Linked DNA regions of Mus musculus: region 1 is linked to region 2. A link is a contact called in public HiChIP or PLAC-seq data. All regions are on one chromosome and are shown on one strand. Each heading gives the region's core, a stretch centred on a gene start, on an enhancer-like site or on the middle of the called end of the contact. The rest is flanking DNA. Distances are from core to core; before and after follow the strand shown.

Region 1 (5,280 bases), core at 2,447-4,946, 48 kb before region 2:
GTGGTCGGGTTCACAAGTCTGAATACTCTCCCAGATGAAAGGGGACTTGGAGGTCACATCTGATTTGCTTTAAGTGAGGAGTAGACCCTGCCAAAGCCATAGGTGAGAGAAGCATCTTCGTTCAGCTTGTCTTAAGAAATCCCAGGTGCTTTTTGCTGGGTGCCTCTGAATGGAGCAACTTGCTTGAGGTTGGAATACTGGCCAGGTGATTTCTTTCTGTCATTTTAGAGAGTAAAATATCATCACTGAGCATCAGACTCCTGGAGCCTCATCGAGGCTAACCAGACACCTTTCCTTTCATGGTCTGAATATTTGGAGAAAATAGTAATTTCTTCTTACATAGAAATCTTGTGTGTTTCTCTATCATACACTTTCTCTGGCCCTTATCTTCAACAGTGATGTTGGTAGACTGCCTACCACAAAGTTGGTACCCCTAAATGCTTCAAAAGTAGGATGAATATTGACTGTTTCCATTTGTGGATATTTGCATATGGAGGGGAGAGAGGTGGGGGGACAGGGAGAGAGAGAAACAGAGAGAGACAGAGACACAAACAGAAAGACAGAGACAGAGGGAGACAAAGAGAGACACAGAGAGCCACACAGAGAATGACAGAGACAATGACAGAGTCAGAGAAGAGAGACACAGAAAGAGAGAGACACAGGGAGGCACAGACACAAACACACACACACATACACAAACAGAAGATCTTATATAGTTTGTGGATTTCTTGGACAGCTCATATCCCGACTTCACAGATAAGTGATGGACAGATATTGGGCCGTTAGCTCCCTTTTCAAGGACTCAGTGTAAGAGTAGGTAAGTCTTTCTCTGAGGCTAAAGTTTTCCTGTGTAGCCACATTATCACAGAAAAATACAAAAGGCCCAAACTGGTGCTATAATCTTTCTCTTTTGGGGGAGATTGTCAATGTATTTTTTTTCAACACTTTTAAACTCCCAGTTGTTTATAGTAACTGGAGATGGTAGAACCTGGCTGAAGTGGGAAGGCTGAGTTTTATCTAACCTCTAATTTATTTCTCTTAAGTTTGTCCAAGTTCCTGAGACGCCTTTACCCTGTAAGTTAAACCATTGTTTGTCGAGGGAAATATAAATTAAGAGCTCTCTTTCTGAGTTAGATGGAAACTTGGGCTGGGGAAGCAGAATTTCACTCTGCCCCTCAGATCCTCAGTGTAATATAGGAGTTGGAATCCATGCAAGACTTAGATGTGATGGACTCTGGAGGAGTTCTAAGCTCTAAGAATGTGGGAGGTGAATGGAGCCAGAAGCCTAGCCGAAGTTTGACTCACTAGAGCTCTTAATAATCAGTTTGGAAATTCCAAGGCATTATTGAAAGGGGGAAATTTTCCTTACCTCCACACAAAATGGAGTCTAGACCATCTGAATTCTCTAATTGGAATCCCTATTGTATGAGCCAAAAGCTGTGCCCAGAGCCACAGCAGTGACGCCACGGTCATCCCTGTGTTTATTGTAGTAAGACAGTTAACCTTCTAGTACTACACGAGCTGTCCAATTATGCATCTCCAGATTGTATGATTTGGAAGACACACAATTAAGGAGTAACTCTGGCCAAAACTGAGTTTGCAAAGCTGGTCTAGAGCCAATGAGAAGCAACATCAACATGAATCTCCTTTGGTTTTTCTCTGTAGCACCAGAAATAATGATTGCAAGTTTGAAGCCTTTACTGTGAAAGTCAAAGGTAGGTGAGAGCCCTGTTCTATAACAGACACTCACCAGGCACTAAATCCCATCTTTCAGTATCTATCTTGTTTGATGACCATCAAACTGCTTCCTGTGGAACTTCACGTATCTACCTTCATAGACCCCAGAGGACATTAAAGAGAGACCAACAGCCAACTCATGACAGCCTCATTTAACTGAATGATGAAGCCTCTCCAGTAAGCAGGAAGGTAATTCAAAGAAGATCTTATGGAAATGTTTCACAAACATCACAGGTTACAGTGCAGCTTCCAGGACTCTACTTCCAAATCCATTGGATCAGAGTTTTTCTGAGTAGATCTCAGGAAGAATCATTTTGATCAACTTATTATAAACTGAAGACACACATATACATAAACTTTTAAGCATAGTAGAGATAGTAGTAGATGCCTTCATGATTAGTATATGCAGGTCACATTCAAGGGGTACAGAATTTATATGGCTTTAGGTTCTTATGTATTAGCTTTATCATAAGACAGTTGTTTATAAAATTGCTTGGTTTAGAAAATGGTATTCCTACTTAAAATATTTTGTTATTGTCCATATATGGATGTGTGTGCATATGAGTGAAAGCACATGTGCACCATACATGTGCAGGTGACATCTGCAGGTAAGCAGACAACTCTGAGGAACTGGTGCTTTCTCCTGTGGATTCAGGGAACTGAACGCTGTCTGTCAGGTTTGCATAGCAAGTGCTTCTACCTGCTGAGACATCTCACCTACTCAGAATTCACACTTAGAAATGAAGCTGTCTGCTATGCTCTACAGCATGTAAGCATTCAAGTTGTAAACCACTGGTAGAATCATCCTGGCATCATAGATGGATTTAAAGTAACAGACACAAAGTGTGTGTGTGTGTGTGTTGGGGGGGGGGTTGGGGGTGCGCTCCCTTCACTTAGATTGAGGATTCTCAGAATTTTCCAGTGACTGACAAGTCTACAGCTCCAAATCAGGTCTCAAGGCTCCCAGTTTATCTTCTCAGTTACAATTAAGGATGAGAATAGAAATGTCTTGGCCCTGCAGCAAGGGAAGATACCAGAAGGGAACAGTGAAAAGATGCTAGAAGCTGGAGACTTGAGCTGGTGACAGGCTGATTAAAGGTACTTGAATGTTGTATGAAGATTAATTCTGCCTGCAGACCTATTTTGCAAGTGTGGTAGGTATTGTAGGGGGTGTGCTGGAGCTAGTAGAGATAGAGGAAGCCTTGGGCTGGCTAACTTGAGTGACTGGAGACCTCAAGGTTTATGACATAGAGATGAGGTAGAAACTGGCACCTTGTGCCTTGATGAGGTTACTTGACTTGCGCCTTTTCTTTCTGCATGCCAAATTGAGAGGTTACTGGTAGTTTTGGGGTTGGGACTTGCTTCTTTGAAAAGCAGGAAAGTCCTTAATGTCCCAGATCATATGGCCTTCTCCACATCCCTCGTGCTTGTTGGCCACCCAGCCTGCCTGTATACACAACCTATTTCTCCCAAAACAATGCCATGACTTGAGTCACACAAGCCCTCAGTGAAGGGCTGAGAAGTCCTTGATAGCACCTCTTCTGAGCTTACTTCAGTGTAAGCCTCTTCAGTCCTGTACTCTGGGGACCGAGGGGAAATCCTGGACCCTCCCAACTCTGCTTCTACTTAGTTTTCCAAACACATAGCTGTGCCATATCTTCACGAGGAGCCGTGTTAGAGAAGCAAAGCATACATTCCTGCCCAGATTAATCTTCTAATTGTCCCTCAGGAGCTTGTGATAATTTTATATAGCTGTTGAGTCATTGTCTCAATGCTAGGAGTATGGAGAGTTCTGTCCTCTCTCCTTGTACATTTGTCACTATAAAAATTTGAAGTTAGTCACTGATTTTTTTTCTCTGAGATAGTTTATCTAGTTTCTAGTATCCCGATGTATGAGATTGTGTTCTCAACATTGCAGTGTTCTTGGGGCAGGGCAATGCCAGATAAGAGAAACAAAAGGCTATTTGTAGCTGTGATCTTTAAAGTCAGCAACCTTAGGGAGACAAAGGGGACACAGAACAAAGAAAACTGTGCTTGTAAGAATGATTTTAGAAATACTCTCCATGGAAGAAGTAGAGAAAGTGGAACAGACACATGATGAAAATTTACCTTTCATAAGCAAGCGAGGCCCTACTTTCAACTCAGAATCCTGGGAGGAAATATCTGTGCTTCAAGTCTCTGATGATGGTGCCTTACTGAGACTTCCATGCCTTGGTGGAGTCCTCGAGACAGCAGGGTGAGTTCTGCATCTATGAAACCAGTAAAGGAGTTCTCTGAGGCTATATAGCAATGGAACCTTTTGGCAAATCAATAGAACTCTCCTTGGGTTGATAGCCACAGATGATCAAGTTGTTAAAGAGCAGCAGAGTGAACATTCATGTGGATGTTTGGCCTAAAGTCCATGTGGGTGTTGGCCTTTTGTGAGCACCTAGACTAAGTGTCTACCTTTGGTAAGGTGAACAATCTCTCAGACTCTAGTTATGATCCTATCAGACTAATGACTCAAACTGTAAAGCTGTTTTCAGTTTCTCTTCTTTATACTTCCTGCATCCTCAAATGGCAAATTTTCTGTATACAGTGAGGATGACTGTCACACACTACATAGGAAAGGCTACTGAATCAGGAGAGCTCGTGCCACTCTGGCATCCCGTCCACATGTATTAGACACCCAAAAAGCATCCACTAACCCCTCTCATTTCTTGGGGCTTTGTATCCTTTATGAGTCAAAGGTTCAGAGGTTGGTCCACAGAAAGAGTGTGGCTATGTTCGTCAGCACAGTATTTGCTCCTATTTCTTCATGATATGGGAAAGTGTGAGTCAGAACACATGGAAAAAATGGAAAGAAATATAATATTGGAAAACTTCTAGGTCCACTTATTCTGGAGTAAATCCTCAGACCCACACATGAGCATTTATTTCAGTCCTTTTATTTTTAGTTTGATATATTCCCTTTGAAAGCCATTTCAAAGGTAGAGAGGGGTAATCAATTTATGCCATAAGAGGGTGGCTCCCCTCCTCAGACGACCAGGAAATCGCTTACAAATTTCAAAGGCTTTTTAACCTTTTCTGACATTTAAAACTAGAGACTGCCAGATGCAGGTGAACTGAAAACAAGGGGCAAGCTGATGTCTAACGAACAGGAAAGAGTTGGGTCATCCGAATTCCTTTGCTGTTATACACTTGACTTTATGAAATGGTCGGACATGAATACACCTCCCCCCAAATTCACACTCAAACCAACTGCTGGATTGTCATGGCTAAAAATGAGCTCAGGACAGCTATCAGGAACATGTCCAGATAACATTTTATCCTTTTCTCTATCATTAAGGTTTTAATGGTTGAATTCCACTCTGGAAGGATTAAAGCTGAGCTGTTTGGAAATTTACAACCTAGCTTAGTCTCTCTCTCTCTCTCTCTCTCTCTGTGTGTGTGTGTGTGTATGTGTGTGTCCCCTCTCCTCTCCCCTCTCTCTCCATCTCCTCCCCCACTTCTCTCTAACAAGTTAGCAGCATGTGTTTTGCCTTTGTTCCAGAAACGTTTATT
Region 2 (5,075 bases), core at 193-2,692:
CTCTGAGAGCTTTGATAGTCACTATGTATTGTTTGGAGCCCTTTTCCTAAGGAACGGGCCTAATTACTCACTGGACACTATAACTGAATTTTCCTCTGAAATGAGACGTGGAGTCTCTTAACTGTTGACCTCTTCCCTTCCCAGTGTCATTTTAACAAACGACATTAAATTATACCCAGGCTTGATGACTCCCATTTAATAGGCACTAAATCTCGTAAATAATCCATGCCCAATAATACAGTGGACTGTGTGCTCCATTTGCTAAGCTCCTTCGCCCTGCCAGCGGTTTTAATCAGGGCTCAGAGGCACTATGTGCCCATGCTGTGGTGGATACATCCATTCCCCTCAAAGTGCTGCTTCTTTGTCTAAAACAGGGAGGTCTTGAACTATATGAATTCCTTCGATTCTGATCTATATCTCTATATAATATAGGCACACACACACAAACACACACACACACACACACACACACACACGATTTTAAAGATCACAGTCCCAAAGGGGGGACATATAAAGGTCCCCCTTATCCAATAGGCCAAAAGAGTTTTGCTTGGACTGTAACACAGCCCTCAGACCCAAACCTATGGCTAGCATATAATTCCCTGGACATTCCTGAGGGAGACAGGCCCTGCCCTTTGTTTTTGCCACCACAGCAGGGAAGGGTGCTAGCTGCCTGGGGGCGTGGCTCAACAGAGTGGGCCATTATTTTCCACAGTTGCCCTGCTTGTTCTACTGCTGCAGGGGCTGGTGCACAGATGGACACTCTCGGGTGTTTATTCCCTCTGAAAATTAACTAGAGGGCCAACAGTAACTCCTGTCCCTGTTCTGTCCTCACGACTGTCTGTCCCAGCAGACAGGGCAAGGAATTTAGTGAGGTTGCTCCTCAGGCCCCAGGGTTCCCTAAAGACCAAGGCCTCTTTAGTCCTTGATTTAGGAGCTTCATTGTAGGCCACCAAGGACAGCAATGAGATGCTAGGAGCTGATGGACTGAACATGTCCCTGAACTAGCATTGCCCTAAGTGTGAGTTGTTGCTGCTCTTAAGAGACAGCTGGGAGCCATACTCCTTATCTACTGAAATCATCCCTTGCCTCACATGGCACTGAAGTGGGGAGTTTGTATTTGATACTTCTAACCTTTTGTGTGTGTTTCTTTTATTGAGTGTCCCAATCCCATTGTCTTAGACTGAGAAGAGAGAGAGAGAGAGAGAGAGAGAGAGAGAGAGAGAGAGAGAGAGAGATCCAGTTGTACACATGACGATGCTCACTGACATTTCTGGTAAGAAGTTGGCAAAGACTCTTCAAGAGATGTTAAGATATCTACATGCTTTCTAACACAATCCAATCAGAATAGGAATTTGAAATTATCTCTACCCTCATCAGTCTGGCTGTGCCTTTTTATAGATATGGAAAGCCAGGCTTTCTGCAAATTAGCAATGTATTTTGGTCTCCTAATCCCATGCACTTTCCATTACTGTCAGCTTCCTAATTGCATGCGGATTTCCTTATTCTCTAGAGCCAAGGAACATCAACATTCAGCTAAAGATGCTGCTAAATTCTGAATAAATACAACAAGTCAGCAAGGAATCATGTGGGACCTTTTATTCCTAATTTCAGATGACGGCTTGCATTAAACTCTGGCTCCTGGCCACTGCAGTACATTGTGACCTTGAGGCACTGTGGGCACACTAGACATTGCCACCACCCAAAGCCTCATGCTGATCCTTGAGAAGAGAGGTGAGACTTTGTTGTTGCCATTGTTTGTTTATTTTCCATGTGGAACAAGGAAAGACTTTCCTAAGTTTTGTTTTGGTTAGTAGAGTTTGTTGTAGTCTGAAAAGCAGAAACTTCTTAGTGGGGGGACTGTGAAGGCTCCCATTTCCTCAGCTATTATCACATGGTGACTTAACAGTGAATTGTAACTATATTAATATTAAAAATTAAATCATTAGAATTCTGTTAAGCTAAAGTTTTGGGCAATGTGTTAGGTTTGGATCCATTGTAACTGGTTTCCATGGCTGAGTGTGCTCCCATGACTCTTCCCCCAACTCACATTCATCTGATCAGGAAACCAGGCAGTCACTGAGCCAACTTATCCAGAAACTCTTCTGGATATAGAGTAGTGAGTGTGAAAAATGTATAATCTCCTGTTGTCCTAGATCTTAAGTCAAAAGATGGGCAAGTAGAGATAATGATAGTAATGCTATAGAGAAAACACAAATTGAATGAGGCAGGAGAGAGTACCAGACAAGAGAATGTGTTTGTGCAAAGTGTGTTGTCAGGCTCTAAACTGGGCTTCCTAAGAGTTTGTTTTAACCGTGTCTTTGAAAAGTAGGTACTCAACTTTGTCTCCTGGAGAGTGGTGGCTGGGTTTAGTGACTTCTACAAAAAGGTAGAGGAAGGGTGATACTCACCTCTGGGAGCTAGCAGAGTAAAGGCACCATCTTTTACCTCTTTTCTTGGGGTTGTTTGCAGTAGGGCAAGTTAGCTATTCTGTTGTGAGGATACACAAGCAATTTATAAAGAGGCTCATGTGGCAATAATGGGGAACTCTTGCCAACCCCATGGAATGGAGCCATCCAGGAAACAGACACCCAGGTCCAGTCCAACTGTCAGATGCCTGAAGCTTTTGCCAACACCTTGAGCTTACCACAGTGGAATGAGGACCTGGACTGGGCCACCCAGGTAAGCTGACGCCAGGTCCCAGGGCTAAATAAAACTGAGACAATACACATTATTATTTCTGTTTGTTTAAAGCCACAGGTTTTCAGGATATGGTGTTCAATAGCAATAAATAACATATATGTCTGTGCAAAAGATACTAGTTAGCTGTTTAGAAATTGCCATGATGGGGTGCCCCACAGAGGAAATGTGAGGGATGTATCTTGGCTCATAATTTCAGATCTTATAGTTCATCATGGTGGTGAAGAGATGAGAAAGCAGCACCATGTGACAAGAGCCTGTGTCAGGACTCCTCATGTGGCGGCAGTCTAGGAAGCAGAGCGAGCAGCTGGAACCGGAAGCAGGTCAACCTTCAAATTCTGCCCGTGGGGCCCACCTCTACCAGGGAGGCCACTCACCTTAGAAGTTCCACAGCCTTTGAAAAACAGCTTTGAGCAAGGGTTCAAACACATGAACCTTTGGATCACATTTCACCTTGGAATCCTGGCAGAGAAGTTATATTTGGACAGTGGTTGTTAGGCAGAAACAAAGTAAAAAGTGGGAAGAGAGTTCGAAGTGGGAGAGAGGCGGCAAGATTACTGTGGGTGAAAACATGCTTGAACACTGGAGGCTTCCCAAGACCCATGCATTCGATGTAAACCAGCCTTTCCAAGGACAGCTAGCACCACACGCCCTGGGAAACACCTCACTGTACTGAAATGATCTCTCTAAGGAACATATATCTATTGCTTCAGTAACTTGATATTTCTCTAGAGTTAGAATTCAACTCATGGTAAGACAATTGACCTTTCCCAAAGAAATGCAAGGATACATAACTGAGTTCTACGCGGCAGACAGAAAGGCCTCCAACAACACATTTTAAACAGCCTGTTAAAATAAAATTCATACACATACAAATGCACAAACACACACACACACACATTTCAGTCACTTAAAGTCAACAATTTAGTGTCTTTTAAAAAATTCATAGGATAGTAAAAATAGCGACATAATCCAAGCATAGACTAATTTTGTTCCCACCCTCTCACAAAGCTCCCACAATTATCACTATTTGTTCTTGCCATCACTTCCACCCACAAGACCTAGGTAATCACTAATCTGCTTTCTGTTGCTATAGATTTCATAGACATGTTTTCATGTGTCCACTTTTGGATGGTGTCTTTGATGTGTTTACAAAAAGACAAAGAGAAGGGAGATATGTTCTATGGAGGTGTGGTGAAGGGTGCCTCAGTGGGGCCCGTGCCAAGGCATCCCTTCCCCCTGAGGGACCAGCCACAGGACAGTATAGTATAGAATAGAGTTTATTAAGGGCACGGGGAGGGGAGTTAACAGGGTAGTAGAGGCAGAGAAAGGTAGAGAGAGAGTAGATAAGTAGAAGAGTAGAGGAGTAGAGGCTGGCCATGAGCTTGTGGAGAGAGGGGAGTAAGGGGATGGAGGGGGGAGAAGGGAAGCAGAGAAAGAGCAAGAGAGAACACGAAAAAGAGCAAAGAGGGGGCAAGCAGCCCCTTTTATAGTGGGTCAGGCCTACCTGGTGTTGCCAGGGACTGAGGGGTGGAGCTTAGACCCAATGCTAACAGTCTTTCCTTTAGTATAATGCTTTAGGTTTTTCTCCATGGTGCACCATGTTCTAGAACTTCAGTCTATATTTTCAGGTATTGTTGACTTGTGTAGATACACCTTGTGGTCAGTTGTCCATCACTTGGTAAATGGCATGATGCTTTTTATTTTCTGGATATTGTGAGCACTGTTGCTATTAATGTGCCGGCACACATGTACATATGTGATGCAACTTCAGTTAAAGAAATCGAATCACTAGTTGATAAGGCAGCGTCCATGTTTAATAACTTGAAGGGGAATTTTAAATGCTGTCTTTTCTTCCAAGTGGCTTCGCCAGACCACATACCTGCTGGCAATACAGGAATATTCTAATTTCTCTATACATTTATCAGCACTTATGATTGTTAAGTGTCAAACCTGGGAGAAATGGCTGAGGTGTCTCTTTAACAGTTGTCACCCATCACCGAGTGGAGCCATTTCAGTGGTGTGGGTAATTTCTGGGTATGCCCTCCATTTGTATTTTCTTAATGACTAACAACACTGAACATTCTTCCATAAACTTAATTGACCATTTTTAGATTTCTATTTTTTTTTTTAGAACAATGCTTATTTACAGTCTTTGATGCTTAAAAGGTTTAAAAGGTTTTACATCTAAAGCGTTCTTTATATCTTCTGGGTAGAAGTTTTGATTAAATAGATGCTTACAACTATTTTCTACCATTACAAAGCTTGTATTTCCACTTTGTATGTTTGTGTTATTACTTGAGAACCAAAATTTCAATTTCATCCATATATAATATACATATATTTTTGTTACTTGTGCCTTCAAAGAAAATATG

Evidence for each region. HiChIP or PLAC-seq counts read pairs in DNA pulled down with a chosen protein or histone mark.
Region 1: a contact with region 2 is called in an H3K27ac HiChIP or PLAC-seq map of extraembryonic endoderm stem cells, with 2.1 times the contacts expected there. The contact joins the enhancer-like site here to the promoter of C530043A13Rik in region 2. A contact is called at or near these places in 1 of 39 promoter capture datasets (cancer-associated fibroblasts), 7 of 484 Hi-C or Micro-C datasets (the N1E-115 cell line, cerebellum, cerebral cortex and 3 more) and 4 of 115 datasets of contacts at active chromatin or transcription factors (embryonic stem cells, extraembryonic endoderm stem cells, fibro-adipogenic progenitors and 1 more).

The regions. Positions count from the first base shown.
Region 1 is chr1:73,576,122-73,581,401 of GRCm38.p6, reverse strand. No RefSeq gene overlaps it. Among named protein-coding and RNA genes, the nearest start is that of C530043A13Rik, 49 kb to the right of the region's middle. Within about 2 kb of position 3,696, at least 1 of the 459 cell types and tissues checked has an H3K27ac peak or open chromatin away from gene starts, as enhancers often do. A contact at or near this core is called in extraembryonic endoderm stem cells, where this site is marked.
Region 2 is chr1:73,526,332-73,531,406 of GRCm38.p6, reverse strand. C530043A13Rik (a long non-coding RNA gene) reads left to right here and starts at 1,442. Exons shown (of 4, transcript XR_373514.2): 1 at 1,442-1,734.